Linked DNA regions of Sus scrofa: regions 1, 2, 3 and 4 are each linked to region 5. Evidence: chromatin contacts called from public HiChIP or PLAC-seq and promoter capture Hi-C data. All regions are on one chromosome and are shown on one strand. The core of a region is the stretch at or near the end of the contact, and the rest is flanking DNA. Distances in the headings are between cores, read along the strand shown.

The links. Promoter capture Hi-C pulls out the DNA fragments that hold promoters and counts their contacts. HiChIP or PLAC-seq counts read pairs in DNA pulled down with a chosen protein or histone mark.
Region 1: a contact with region 5 is called in an H3K27ac HiChIP or PLAC-seq map of alveolar macrophages. The contact joins the promoter of HNRNPU here to the promoter of CEP170 in region 5. A contact is called at or near these places in 1 of 5 promoter capture datasets (liver) and 1 of 2 datasets of contacts at active chromatin or transcription factors (alveolar macrophages).
Region 2: a contact with region 5 is called in an H3K27ac HiChIP or PLAC-seq map of alveolar macrophages. The contact joins the promoter of LOC100739755 here to the promoter of CEP170 in region 5. A contact is called at or near these places in 2 of 2 datasets of contacts at active chromatin or transcription factors (alveolar macrophages and skeletal muscle).
Region 3: a promoter capture Hi-C map of liver shows a contact between it and region 5, with 4 times the contacts expected there. The contact joins the promoter of DESI2 here to the promoter of CEP170 in region 5. A contact is called at or near these places in 2 of 5 promoter capture datasets (fetal liver and liver) and 2 of 47 Hi-C or Micro-C datasets (liver and skeletal muscle).
Region 4: a promoter capture Hi-C map of liver shows a contact between it and region 5, with 4 times the contacts expected there. The contact joins the promoter of ADSS here to the promoter of CEP170 in region 5. A contact is called at or near these places in 2 of 5 promoter capture datasets (fetal liver and liver), 3 of 47 Hi-C or Micro-C datasets (heart right ventricle, liver and skeletal muscle) and 1 of 2 datasets of contacts at active chromatin or transcription factors (skeletal muscle).

What each region holds. Positions count from the first base shown.
Region 1 is chr10:17,495,528-17,498,296 of Sscrofa11.1, forward strand. HNRNPU (a long non-coding RNA gene) reads right to left here and starts at 1,473. Exons shown (of 16, transcript XR_002336237.1): 1 at 582-1,473.
Region 2 is chr10:17,470,382-17,473,134 of Sscrofa11.1, forward strand. LOC100739755 (cytochrome c oxidase protein 20 homolog) reads left to right here and starts at 1,456. Exons shown (of 4, transcript XM_005653791.3): 1 at 1,456-1,623. The coding sequence starts at 1,582.
Region 3 is chr10:17,364,238-17,366,937 of Sscrofa11.1, forward strand. It overlaps DESI2 (desumoylating isopeptidase 2), which reads left to right and starts at 1,429. Exons shown (of 5, transcript NM_001097419.1): 1 at 1,429-1,708. The coding sequence starts at 1,667.
Region 4 is chr10:17,257,886-17,260,596 of Sscrofa11.1, forward strand. ADSS (adenylosuccinate synthase) reads right to left here and starts at 1,256. Exons shown (of 13, transcript NM_001097508.1): 1 at 1,001-1,256. The coding sequence starts at 1,183. It overlaps LOC110255648 (a long non-coding RNA gene), which reads left to right. Exons shown (of 2, transcript XR_002336233.1): 1 at 1-551; 2 at 891-2,711.
Region 5 is chr10:16,190,025-16,192,724 of Sscrofa11.1, forward strand. CEP170 (centrosomal protein of 170 kDa) reads right to left here and starts at 1,253. Exons shown (of 20, transcript XM_021064150.1): 1 at 843-1,253. SDCCAG8 (serologically defined colon cancer antigen 8) reads left to right here and starts at 1,154. Exons shown (of 16, transcript XM_021064181.1): 1 at 1,154-2,023. The coding sequence starts at 1,957.

The DNA of each region.
Region 1 (2,769 bases), core at 223-2,722, 1.3 Mb after region 5:
CCCACGTGTATCCCGGAGAGAGTTCAGGAAGGGGGGAGGGGCCGAGGCGCCCAGCCCGCACTCCCCTCCCCCACCCGGGCCCGCGCTCCCCGCGGCCGCATTGTACTGCTCGCCGCCAGCCCCGCCCGGCCCCGCCCGCCGGAAGTGACGTCACGCCGAGCCCGGCGCGCCTTGCACAATACCGCGGCCCGGAGCCGCCACGGCGCGCCGCCGGGGCCCCGGGCCTCCCCTCCCCCCGGAGACATGTGCCCGCACCGCGCGCACGCAGCGCAGCGGCGCCGCCGCGGCTCCTCCCCCAACAGCGGCAGCTGCAGCCCCCCCCCCGGGCTCCCCCCTCCCGCTCTAGCCACATAATGGAGGCGCTGCCGCCGCCGTCACACTGCGAGCCGAGGCCTCACGCCTAATCCGGGATTCCCCGCGGCCTCCCCGCCCGCCCGCTCGCCGCGGCCCCCGCCCCCCCGGGGGCGCCCTCCCGCGGCGGGGCATCCCTCCCCTCCCCCAGCGGGGCTCCGGCAGGCCTGGGCACGGTCCCCACCCCGCGCGGGCCTCCCGCCGCGCGCAACCAACCACGCAGCACTCACCCGCCGCCGGAGCCCCGGGGCGACCGCCGCCTCCGCCGCCTTCCGCCTTCTTCTTACCTCCCGCCTGCTGCTGGCCCTGCCTCGCCCCGGGCGGCGCCACCGTCACCGCGAACAGCGACGTGGGGCCGCTGCTCTTCCCTGCGGCCTCCTTGGCGGCCCCGCGCTGCTGCTGGGGCTGTTGCTGCGGCGCCGCCGGCGGTTGAGGCTGCTGCTCCCCGTGCCCGTTCTCGTCGCCCGCGCCTTCCTCCTCCTCGCCGAGCTCATCCTCCCCTTCCTGGAAGCCCTGGTCGTCGCCGTTCTCGTCCTCCGAGGCGGCCTCCTCCTCTTCCATCGGGCCCGAGTCGGCCGCCCCCGCGGCGCCGTTCTCCTCCCCGAGCTCCATCTGGTCGCCATCCAGGGCGGCGATCCCTTCCTCCTCCTCCTCTTCTTCCTCCTCCTCCTCGTCGCCACCGGCCGCGGCCTCCTGCTCGAGGCCTGCTCCCGAGCGCTCGGCGGAATCCCCGCCCAGGTCTAGGCTGCCGTTCCCAGGCTCCATGGCGGGGCGGCCCCCGGCCTCCTCGTCGTCCAGCGCGGCCTGGAGACGCTCCATGAGCTCGGCCTTGAGGCCCTTGTCGGACAGGCGCCGCTTCTTGAGCTCCTCCTTCAGCTCCGACACCTTCAGCTTTTTCACATTAACAGGCGAGGAACTCATGGTGAGGCCCCGATTCACCGCTAGGCGCTGGCTCAAACTGGACTCCGCTCACTCGGCCACTGGCGGCGGCTGCGGCTGCTGCTCGGCCCGGGCGGCGGCTGCGGCTGCGGCTGGAGGTGGGTTTGTGCTGCAGAGCGGACCCGCCTGGTGTCGAACGGCGCCAATTCCTTTCACCGAGTTCGCGAGGGAGACGCGGAGACTCGCCTAGCGCGAGCGAGCACGCAACGTCCTCTCGCAGGAGCGGTGCCGCGCACGTAATATAGCCGCCCCGCCCCTGCGCCGGCGGAGCGCCCGCGCTCGCCCCGCCCCGCCCACACCAGTTCCTCCCGCCCCCACCCGAATCGCGGGCCCGGAGCGCGGCGCCGCGCCGCGCACTGCGCTTCCAATTGGGGCCGAGCAAATGGAGGAGGAGGAAACCGCCTTCAGTTAAACCGACCCACTGCAACATCTATTGGTCTTTCCAGCTCTTTGGTGTCGAGGCTTGTTTTGCTCTTTGCCTTCCAGCCCTTCTGTCCAAATGCTTTTAGTCCTCAGACTGGCCTTTTCCACTTGACTCCGCCACCTATTCTTCCATTTTAGATTTGTCTTATCTATTTCTCCAGCTATTTGTTTAAAACGCCTTAAAATTGTATTTCAGCTTTGATTTGTGCAACACAAATTGGCAATTACAATACGCAGGGGATTTTCTTCCGCTTAATATTTGGTTTAATTTTTCTAAGTCCTGCCTTGCGGATTGAATTTTAAACTCAAGCAGGGCCTTTCTTTTGTCTCTCCCACGACCCCTACTGCAAGCCTTCAAAGATGAGATGCTTGCTTTCCGGAGCGTGTCCTCCACTCCATACTGCAAAGCGTACTCTGCCGGCCTTGTCATGGCACTGTCAGCCAAAGAAGTTAAATAAACCTCAGAATTGCATTTCTGTGTTTTCTTTACCTACCAACCGAAAAGACGGACCTTCTGTAAGATTTATTCCAATTTAGGATCTGGTCGTCCAGTTATGAAAAGTCCTTGTAGCTGACAATGAGGATGAGACCCAGCTAAGATCACACACTTTGATTCTATTCCCGTGTCTCCAGAAATACTTTGGACCAAATTATGCTGAAACCCTAATAAAAGCTTATGCAAAACAAAGGGTTGTGATTTTGTAAATAGAAAATAATCACTCCCGAAAAGAAATGTTATTTCAGTGTGCCTTCGACGTTTAATTTTTCTCTTTACTAAATAAAACGTGTGTTACATTCCTCAAGTTTTAGGTAGCAGTGCCAGAATTTAGATTTGTGATAGAGACAAGTATTAAACCCGGTAGAATCTGCACAGGGGCTAGCCAATGTTCTAGTCTAGTTTATCTCTGACTAAGGAGGTCAGCTTTACACACTGCTTGGTGCTTTAGCTGGCAGAATAATGCTGCCCCAATTTTAATTTGAAATTTGGAAAAATACACATGTGAACTCTCTTCCCTGGGTCGTATGATTTGACTGATCGATAAATTTTATTTTTAT
Region 2 (2,753 bases), core at 206-2,705, 1.3 Mb after region 5:
TTCAAAGTCTCAGCAAAAAATAAAATAGGATGGCCATGGAATTTTTCCAATTCTCCTTCCTTTACAACATAATCAGGAATGACTTCAAATGTAATTATGGAATTACACTGCTTCACTCTTTAAGGAATATTCTGCCTTAAATATTACCTTCCAGACCAAGAGTTCAAAGCATAGTTACCGCACAGATTTTCAGATGAGAGCCCCAAACTGGCAGGATGGGGGGACGGGGTGGAAAGAGTAGGGGAATGACATTTATTCTATGTCCTAATTAATAGTAGAGCGGTATGTTAGAGCAGTTTAATCTAACCAAAAGTTACTTATTTTTAAAAATAACTGTCACACACAAGTCATAAAATGCGATTGTTGGAAGATTGTAGTAAATGATGATGAACGTATAAGGAATAAGAAAACGCTCGACAGCTGACAGCAAATAACCGCCTTATCCAGCCGCAGCATGACTCTGCACCATGACACACTCTAAAGCTTGGGTATTTTCCCAGGAGAATACGCTGAAATACAAAGGTCCACAAAGAGAGGAGGCATAAAGATTTGGATAGGGACATTTTCTTTTAGGGTGGACAGAAAAAAAAAAAAAAACAGGAAAAGGAATTGCACTGTTTAAAGTGCTGAGAAAATGGTCAGAGCCCATCTGCCACCCAAGAGGCCCACACGCAGATTTCACGTTAAGCCGCAGTCCTGGGGAGCGAGCATCCGTGGACCACCACCCAGCGTACAAGGACGCGCGTCGCAGCCTTTTCCCACTTGGCCCCGCCCGCCTCCCTGCCTGCACGGCGGGCACAGACGTCCTGACGCATCCGCATTGACGAGCTGCTCCCTCCATTTTGTCCCCAGTCTCCTTCAGGCGCACCGAGCGGCGCTATTTTAAAGCCACTCCCAGATGGAACCAATGCAGGGAGGCGGCGGAGTGGGTGCGGGACCACGCTTTGCCGGAGGCCGGCACTCGGGGATAAATGACGGCTGGTGCTGGTGGAGCTGCCTGGGGCGCCCAGGGCTCGACCCGGGCCGGAGGACAAAGGACACAGAGGGGACGCGGGCCGCATGCCAGCACGGGCCGACTTCCGGGCCGTGAGCTGGGAACGTGGGGCGGGGGAAGGGGGTCCCGTTCGCAGGACAAAGCGGCGGCGGCGCGCACGCCCCATCCGCGCGGCCCCGCCCGCCCGCCCGCCGCGCGCGCCCGGCGCCCAAACACGCGAGCGCGCGCGGGCGACGGTTAGAAATGGCGGTTGGGGCCAGAGGGGCGGGGGCGGGAAGATGTGCCGCCTCGTGGTGCTAAGCGTCCGGGCCCGTAGTTGCTTCACGGGCCCTCTTCCTCCGCCTGGTGCAGGCCCTAGAGATGGGGAGAGCCGCTGTGGGGAAGGCGTGACTCCTTCAAGTGAACAAAGGAAATGGCGGCCTCTGCCGAGGAAACCGACGCGGACAACGCTGCAGCCGCCGACACTGGGAGACGTTCCCTAAAATGGCGGACTGCGCGGGCGCGGGCGGGGCGAGGACGCGGGCGGGGCGTCCGTTCGAGGCGGCCCTCGGCGGCGGCGGGGCGGGGCGGAGGCGCCGACTGCTCGCATGGCCGCCACGCCGGAACCCGGCGAGCCCGGGAAGGGGAAGGTAACCGGGGGACAGCGGGGCGCGCGGGCTGGGGGCGGGGGTGAGTGAGGCCCGGACGGGCGGGCGCGGCGCGTAAGGACGCGGCCTCTGGAGCTGCGAGACCCAGACGGGAGCGCGTGTCGTTCGCTTCTCTGCCCGCGGACAGACCCCCCCCCCCGCCCGCCTTCCGTCCCTTTTTTACCTTAATTGCCGTGGCTTTAATGACATACACGAGGAGGATGAGGGGACAGGTACCGGTAATTTACTGCAGCTCACAGACTCATCCCTTTGGGAATATTTTGTCTTGCATTGTAATTTGTTAGTCAAGAGATTGCAAAATTCCCCGAGGACGGCTGCCTTGTGCAGCAGGCTCTATGCTTCACTGAAAGCGCTTAACTTAGGGGAGTTGGGAAAGGTAATCGAGTGCGTTTATATCGAGAACTGGAGGGTCAGATGAAACGCTTGAGGTGTTTTCTCCTTTACCCTTTCGCTCGACCACGTGGAGTATGCAGGATTCTATGGACCCGATCGTTCCCGTCGCTGGCCTTCCTGCCCTGCCTGGCCCCTGTGGGCTCCCCTGTAAAATGGATAATTTCACTTCTCTGTCTAAAACCCAGTCGTATCAGTCCATTGCTCTCAGGTTAAAATCCGAATTTCTTGGCCTGGAAATGTGAAGGTTGTTACCTAACGCTGGCGGTTCAGCCTTCGGCTCTTCCGATGCTTTGCCGGTGGTGGATTGAATAAATCTAAACAGGGCCGTCTCTGGTCTCCCCTGCAGGGCTTCCTGACTCCCTAAAGGAGACAGGTGCTTCTGCCTCCACCTGCCAGGACACCTTGTACACAGCCGTATCGTTAGACTGGAAGTCAATCTTTGTCTTGTTTTTAAGAGCGGGGGACCCAGTTTTGATATCCTCAGTGCAGCTAACAAGTGTTCATGAAAAGATAATGCCCCCCTCAAAAAAACCCACCTTAAAATAGTAAGCTATAGAGATAGTAACATTGGATCAGTTATTCACAAATATTTATCGAAGACCTACTCTGTGGCCACATGTGCGGAGATGTGGGATATGATGGATTTTGCAGAACGGTTGCCTCTAGGAGACCTTGGTGGTGCTGTTTCCAGAGTGCACGGATAAATGTCTCCTTGAAGA
Region 3 (2,700 bases), core at 179-2,678, 1.2 Mb after region 5:
AGCAATATCTTTTTTTTTTTTTTTTTTTTTTTTGCTTTTTTGGCACTCCCGGATATGGAGTTAGCTAGGGTAATCGAGCTGTAGCACCGGCCTATGCAGAACAGCAACATGGATCGAGCGCTCTGAACTATACACAGCTCACGCAACGCGGATCATTACCACTGAGCAACAATCGAACCGACTCATGTTTAGTCATTGTTAACTGCGACACGGAATAGCAATATCTTTTTGAATCTGTCTCCTAGCATAATGGAAATAAAAACGAAGGGGACCTAATTAAACCTAAAAACATTTTTTTTTAATTTGCTCTGCATCTAAATGACCCCACATGGAGGTTCCAAGGCTAGGGAACTACAGTTGCTGGCCTACACCACAGCCACACCAGATCCTTAACCCCACTGAGCAAGGCCCGGGATTGAACCTGCATCTTCATGGATCCTACTTGGGGGATCTTTAACCGCTGAGCCACGAAGGGAACTCCTGCTTCTCCCTTTTAATGAGCTGTTTGTTCCCTGATACTTGCAGAGCTGGCTTTTTGTCGTTTAGATGGCCTTAAACCTCACCTCGTCAATGAGACCTTCCCACTGCATCACTCCATCCCATTTTAACTCTCTACAAAGCACATGCCACAGATATTTTGCCCTTCCTCCTGTTTATTTCCATATTCCCCCAAGCCCTAGGACACCGCCTGGCAAAGGGCAGACACACAAGTATTTTTTGAATGAATGCAATAGCACCTACCACGTCCTAGGGTTGTGCTAGTCTATGAGTACTGTATTCTTTTCCCATTTCAGCAGGATGGTTTCATTAAATGTAAAATTCCATATTAAGGATTAACTGGATGCATGTTACACTCTTTCCCCCACCAGTAACCTGCCTTCCTCTATTTCCCCATCCTTCTGCTTACAAAAAAAAAGTGAGGATGGATTTGGAAAACAGGGTCATCACTATGGTCTTTTGCCACGCTCCGATGCTTTCATCGAGCTCAACGCGACAGAAAGTAACTGCACCTGCAGCGGAAGGCGTTGCAGGTAGTTCTCACTGCCCCGCAAGGGCGGACTGCAAGGGCTAAGGCACAGAGCGCAAGCACTGCATGCTGGGAGCTGTAGTCTCCTGGGGAGGCCTGGTCCACAGCACCGGGCCCCCGCCGCATGCTGGGAGCTGTAGTCGATGGCTAGCAACACGCCGCGAAGACCGTCCAGGGTTGTTGAGGCTCCGCCTCTGTGCTTCCTCACTGCATGCTGGGAACTGTAGTCTCTCTAGGACCCCGGGCGCAGAGGTGCGGGGGCTGCGCCATCTTAGATCCGAGCGCGGCACTGGAGGCTAGAGCGCAGGCGGGCCCAGCCCCTGCGCCGGCCGGCCCCGCCCCCGGGCGCCTGGCGCCCGCCTCTCGCTCGGGCCCCGCCTTCCCCCACGTGTCTTCCACCGGGGGAGGCGCCTGAGCCCTAGCGGGCCGCCAACGGTCCGGCCCCGTCGGCGCAGAGGCTTCTGTCCGCGGCACCCGGGAGCGACCCGGTTCCCGATGTTCCCGCGCCGGCTGCCACGGGCCGGGCTGTGCGGTTAGTGCCCGGCTCCGGCCCCCTGAGGCGCCCGCGGGGGTGGGAGCGGCCTCGGCCCCGCGGAGACGGAGCGGCTGGAGGGCGAGGCGGCGGCCGCCGGGAGGAGGATGGGGGCTAACCAATTAGTGGTGCTCAACGTGTACGACATGGTGAGTGAGTACGGCCCCCGCGGGCCGAGCCCGGCCCAGGCCGGCATCCTCTCGCCGGTCGGCTCGGACCCGGCCCCACGCGTTTCCTGCCTGGCGTCGCCGCCTCCCGCTTAGTTCTCCGGGGTGGGGGGAGGGGAGTAATATTTTCTTAATCCCCGCCGACGTCGGCGCGCTTTTTCGCGTAGCCCAGGCTGCCCTTGGGCTTTGGCCGAGATTTGGTTCGCCTTGAACCTCTCGCGTGCCCCGACGTGGCTCGGACCTTGAGCTGGGCCCCACTCCCTGGCCGACGAGCCGAGTCCTTTCCACGAAGCTTAGGTCGCCGGTCGGACTTCCCACGCCACCACCGGGGCTCCGGGGCTGCCCTGCTTCTCCCACTCGATTTGCCCGCTCTCCCCTCCCCTCTCCTCCTGCCGAGCCGCACATCTCTGTTCATGCCCAAGTCCTTGGAAACTCCCAAGCCCCTCTTAAGTCCAGAAAGTCACCGCTTGTGCTGGAGACTGACTTCAGAGGTGAACAGGAGCCAACACACCCCTGCCTCCAAGGCAACCTCATTAAAATGAATGGAGGCTAAAATTGATCCAGCAGATAGTCCGGCTGCCTTATTTAGGGATCCTGATGGTGCTCCTTTCCTGGATTCTGGAGACCACTTTCCGGGTGATGCAACAGGTATCTGACGTGACCACAGGAGAGGGACGGGAAGAACTTGTTTGTTATGTCATCTGCCTTTGGTGTATTCTAAGCCCACAGAATCGAGTCCAAGGATCGGTTTGCCATTGAAACACCCAGTACAAAATTATTGTTGCAGTTAGAGGCATGCTTGGGTTTGTATGGCTTTGGGTTGATTAGTTTTTGCTTTGTAAGCGGTTACCTCTCTTTGCGTTGTTTAAAATTTCTTTTCGGATTGACCGAACGTTCCCATCATTGTTTTTGCTGGATGCAAAAGAACAGAAATACTAAAGGTCGGGAGTCTTGTTCTCCTTCATAGACCTAAA
Region 4 (2,711 bases), core at 6-2,505, 1.1 Mb after region 5:
TACACAGTGTCATCATGTTGTGTCATGTATGTTCAGGAGGAAGAAAGATTCTTGCAACCTAAACAGGGAGCAGGTAACTTCAGATATTACATTAGAATTTGTTTTGAAAGTGGTTATTGCTCAACTATTTCGATTTTTGAAATTGGTAATAGTTATTTAAGAGCCTTTACAAAGGCCTAGCCTCTAGGCTGCTTCAAAGCAAACGACAAATAGGAAGAAAGCTTACACTGGAAACCACGTGTCTCCCGGTAGGAAGTACATTACTATTCCATTTCCCGGGTTCGTTCTAGATGTGAGCCGTAACAATGTAAATATTTCTAAATACTGGATTTGACATCCGTGTATTTACTTGTCTCACCTGTAAAAGAGCTAGGATTCCCTCCTCTGGGACCAACAAGTAAAAATAATTTCCCGTTAGTATACCGGGTACAGAGGAAAAAAGAAAACGGGGCCATTAAACAGTTCTAACCCCGGAGGTGGGTTCTCGCGTCAACAAAGTGGACCGGAGGCGGCAAAGCTCTTCAAGCTCGGGGCCTGCAGGTGCAGGAGCGGTGAGTCTGGATTTCGGGGCAGTTCGGCCCACTTGGTCCCCCTGGGCGGGTGGGTGAGGATGGGGAAGGTTCTGCGGCCGCGCAGGGTCTCCGGCTCCGAGTCGGGGGCAGGCCTCGAGCGGTACATCCTCAAACTCAAAACCGTATCCCGCCTCCACCCTGACCCAGTCCCGGGTTTGAGCACTGGTCCCCAGACCGAAAACTGCAACTCTCCAGGCATCGCGCATCTCAAAGGCACCGCATCAACCTGCATTCTCTTCCAGAGCCTCCCCGAACCCTCAACCCAAGACCCCTCGTCAGGGGTCTCTGACCTCCCGCCATTTCTCCACTTCGCTGTAGGTCATAACATGAGGAGAGACCCGCAAGGTGACACCTTAGTTTGGACCGTAGATTGGAGTTCTGGGCCCCAGCTCCCGGGCTGGCTTCCCGTCTGAGCCCGGCCGACTCACCTGGCAGCGGCACACGATGTCGGCGTCTTGCGCCAGCAGATCCACCACCTTCCCCTTGCCTTCGTCGCCCCATTGCGCGCCGAGCACCACCGTCACCCGGTTGCCTCCAGGCCGCGCCCTGGGGCGGCCGCAGTCGCCGTTGGGCAAGGAGGATGCCGCCGGGTTGGTCTCGGCGAACGCCATGGCTCCAGAGACGCGAGGAGAGCCCGAAGGGGACGCGGGCGGTCGGGAGTGCGCGAACTGAACTGCTCTGCCGCCGCCAGCCACATGCAGAGGAAGAAGGAGCCAGAGCCAGCCCGCCCCTGCCCCTGCCCCGCCTGCCGGGTCGCCACCCTCCCGCCAGGCCCGCCCCGCCCCGCGTCCCCGCGGCCCTCTCGGGGAGGGGGGCACCAGGACCTCCCCGCGCACGCCGGCCGCGGCAGCACCGCCCCAGGAAAAGGATACGCCCCTTCCGCGACCGGGCGCGCCCCTCCAGTGCGAACCCGGCGAGCAGAAAGGGGAGGGGGCGTGGCTTCAAGCGTGCCTCAGCCTCGACGCCCCGCCCACTCGCCGGGGAAAGGCCGCTTTTCAAACTGGAGAGGCGCGGAAGTGCGTGCCGGGGCGTCGGACTACAACTCCCAAGCAGCGCTCTGGCTCAAGCGACGTATTCCGGTGATTTGGTGTCTGCCATCTGCAGGTTTCGGTCTCTGAATATGTTCATTTTTTTAAATCATCTTTTAATTTGTTTCTATTAAGGAATGAGATAATGTATACAAGATGCAAAGGGTGGAATTTAAAAGTACAAATGAGGTGAAGTTGGGACAAATTACAGACAGTATTGGAAAGTAAAGCTCTGCAAGTGAGAACAGAGATGGGGACCAGGATCAAAAAGGGCAAACTCCAAAGTAAGGCAGTCATGCAGAGGACATTAGTCCTGGAAACGTAGAGATCTAGTAGAGCCCGAAACCTTCTCATTTTACACTTTAGTAGCAAAGTCTCAGAGAGGGGGAGTCAATTACCAATGTCGCGTAATATGTGCCTGATACTGTAATGCATTTTTAATTCCCACAACCAAATGAGATAAGTAATATCTTATCCTTATTTTACAGGGTTTAAAAGTTAGCTAACTTCCTCTAAGGGGGGTTGAATTGGTACCTAAATGGTCTGAGTCCAGAGCCCAAGCCCTTTCTGTATATCGTGCTCCTCCATATACATCAGGTGCCGCTAGATTCCCAAGTATACTGTGAAAACAAATAGATCCCACTTTAAATGGCATCGGGAAGCCCAAAGGGGAAACTCTCGTGCAGATACCCCTCCTAGCAGACTGCATATCCAGAAGGAAGATAAGAATATAACTTCTTCTGTGGTAAGGGAGGACATTTTTCACATAGGAATTTTCATGGCCCTCTTTAAAAAAAAAAAAAAGGAACGCAGATTCCTCCCTGCCCCAGCACCAATACTGTAACCTTTGAAATCTTTTTGTCACTTTAGTTAAATGAATAATTAAATATCATTTCATGGGGTTCCCACTGTGGCCCAATGGGATTGGTGGTGTCTTGCAGTGCAGTTCAGGTTAGATCCCTGGCCCCACACAGTGGGTTAAAGGATCTGCCTTAGTGCAGCTGTGGTTGTAGGTCGAAACTGTGGCCTGGCAACTCCATATGCCACGGGATAGCCAAAAATGTATATATATATTATATATATGTAAGAAGAAAAAAATATTTCATAATGA
Region 5 (2,700 bases), core at 3-2,502:
CTTCGTCGTCAAGGCCCTTCCTAGTCCATTCTTCATCGTCATCTAGTAATTTTATATTGATCACCTTGGCAAGGCTTGGACAGGCACTGTCCTTGTCTTCCAGAAGCTTTACATTCTCCAAATAAATAAAAACTCTGCTACACACTAAAAAACAAAGATTCTATGACTCGGGATACAAATCCCACATCTTCCCGCCCTGTGTTAGGCAGCTGCTAATTTTTCCTTCCCTTGCATAAAATGAAGGGACACATACCAAAGACCACATTTGAATCTCAGGACAATGAAGTCGACAGGAAGCCACTTTCTCCTCCCCCGGTTTACTACCAAGCTACAGCCTGCGCGGGTGCAGTCGCCTGGCGGGGTGCGTGACACCACGTCTTCTACGCCCTCCCACCGCGTCCAAAAGGCTCCTCGCCGGACCCCCCAAATCACCCCACACCCCCAAAACAACCACACAATAAGGATCGACACCGAGCTGCTCGGACCGGGAAATATCCCTTCACCAGCGGCAGCGCAGCCATTCCCTCCACTGCTCCGCCCGCACCCCTGCACACTGCTTGGGCGGAGCGGCTGCACAAAGCCGGGAGAGCCCAGACGACTCAATACGTGGACACAAGCGGGGAAGCCGGGCCGCAGGACTGGGGGACGCGGGGGGGGAGGGGAGGGGCGGCCCCGCCGGGTCCCGGGTCCGGGGCGGGGGCAGCGCGCGGAGCCTACGGGAAGCGCCCCTCGCCGCCCAGCCCGCACCCCGCCCGCCGCGGGCCGCGCCCGAGCCCCGGCTGCAAACCGGAGGAGCAGGATGTGGGAAGACGGCGGCGACGGCATCAGAGTGCATCACTTACCCCTCACTGCTGAGAGGCACCGGACCGGGGGGCGGGGCGCGCCGCGTCCCGTGAGTCTCTCGCCAGCTTCCTCCCCCACCCCGTCGTCGTCGTCTTCGTCGTCGCCGCCGCCGCCGCGATCGAGCTCCTGGCCCCTCCGCGCCGCTGGGCAATAACGTTATTCCACACACGCTCCGCACATAGCGGTAACGGCAAGGAGCGGCCGCCCAGTGCGCAGGCGCCAGGGGAGAGGGCGAAGAGCCCGGCCCTACCCCTGCTCCGGCCCAGTCCCGGCGAACTTCTACTGCGCAGGCGCCAAGCACAGACAATGAAAAGGGGTTGTGTGGGGGGTCTCACCCACAGGCCTCGCCAGCTGCCGACTGCGCAGGCGTACACCAAAGACCTGCTTCAACAATGAGGAGGACTGGGCTTTAGCTGGGACCGCAACCCGTAAGGACTACATTTCCCAGCGGGCAGTGCGTCAACTCCTCCAAACTGAGGTCGGGTGGCCAGCTGGGTGTGCTAAAATTTGTAGCGTCAGCCGCTTTCACAATTTAGGCTGTTTGGGAGATTCAGAGCTTCTTTTTCCTGAGAATTTATTTGGCGGTGTTGGCAAAAGTTGTGGCTGAAGAGTGTAGAATTTATTTGCGTTCTTGAGACGCCTCAAGGGTCAACTGCATTCTAGCGAACTTAAAAGAATCAAGGCGTTCAGTGAGTGCTTTCTGTCAGATGGTCCAAACACACGATGGGATGGAGGCAGGACCAAGACAGGCAGCGCTACAGAAATGGGCGGAGCCTCCAAACGGTCTCTTGGCGACCAGATCTGGCAGCCAAACTGCTGAAGCGTGAGCTTGGAGCGCGTTGCCCTCTGGGAATTGTAGTTTGTTTGGGAGGGCGCCTGGGAACTTGAGACAGTAATCCCGGAACACGAGGACTACAATTTCCGAGGTCCACCACAAGGGCCCGTGGGTGGGAAGAGGCCCGGCTGGCTGCGTCTGGGATTCCGCGCTCCGGGTTGACAGCCGCGGCAGGAAGCGGGTGGGCGCCTGTGGGGCGCTGGGGCCTCTTATTCTCGGAGAGGAGAACCCTGGACACTACCCCACGCAACTCCCGTCTCTGAGCTCCGAGTGTGTGCATGGCGAAATCTTCGGAGAACTCTACCCTGGAGGAGATTCTGGGGCAGTATCAACGGAGTCTCCGGGGTGAGTTGCTCCGAACCTTTGCCCTAACCCCTTAATACCAGGGTCTCGTGGACGGGAGCTGACCAGGTGCATTTCCTAACGGCTTGGTTCGGCCCAAGCCAGAGTGCAGAGGAAGAAGCTGGATGTTGCTGTGATCTTTGAGGGAAGGCTAAATAGTTATTACGGTTAAGCAGCATCGCTTCCCTTGATTCCCATAGTTCCCATAGTTACCTGAACCAACTCCCTGATCTTGTCTTGGGCATCTTTTTCACCCGACGCCCGCAAAATCTCTAGGACGCTTCTATGAGTGTCGCCCACTTCCCCTACATCTCTCTTTTTAATCCAGTACATTTCTGATGCGCTCTTTTTACACATTCGAATTATAGTATGCTGGGTTGGATGTGATTTATTGGACAAGGAAAAAACACACTAATAATTATTTTAGTCACAACAGCTTCTATTTAGCGGCCCAGGCTATTTACACACATTAAATCACTTAAAACTTAACAACAGTCTTATGAGTGACCCTCTTCTACACCTGGGGACCTGGTGCAAGGAGGTTAAATTAGGCCAAAGCCGACCCAGCTGGTTAGTGGCAGAGCCTGGTATTAATTCAGTCAGGCTTGTCTGCCTTAAAAGCTTAAAAGCCTATGTTTTTTCTTTCTCCCTTTCTTTCTGTCTTCCTTCCTTGCTTCTTT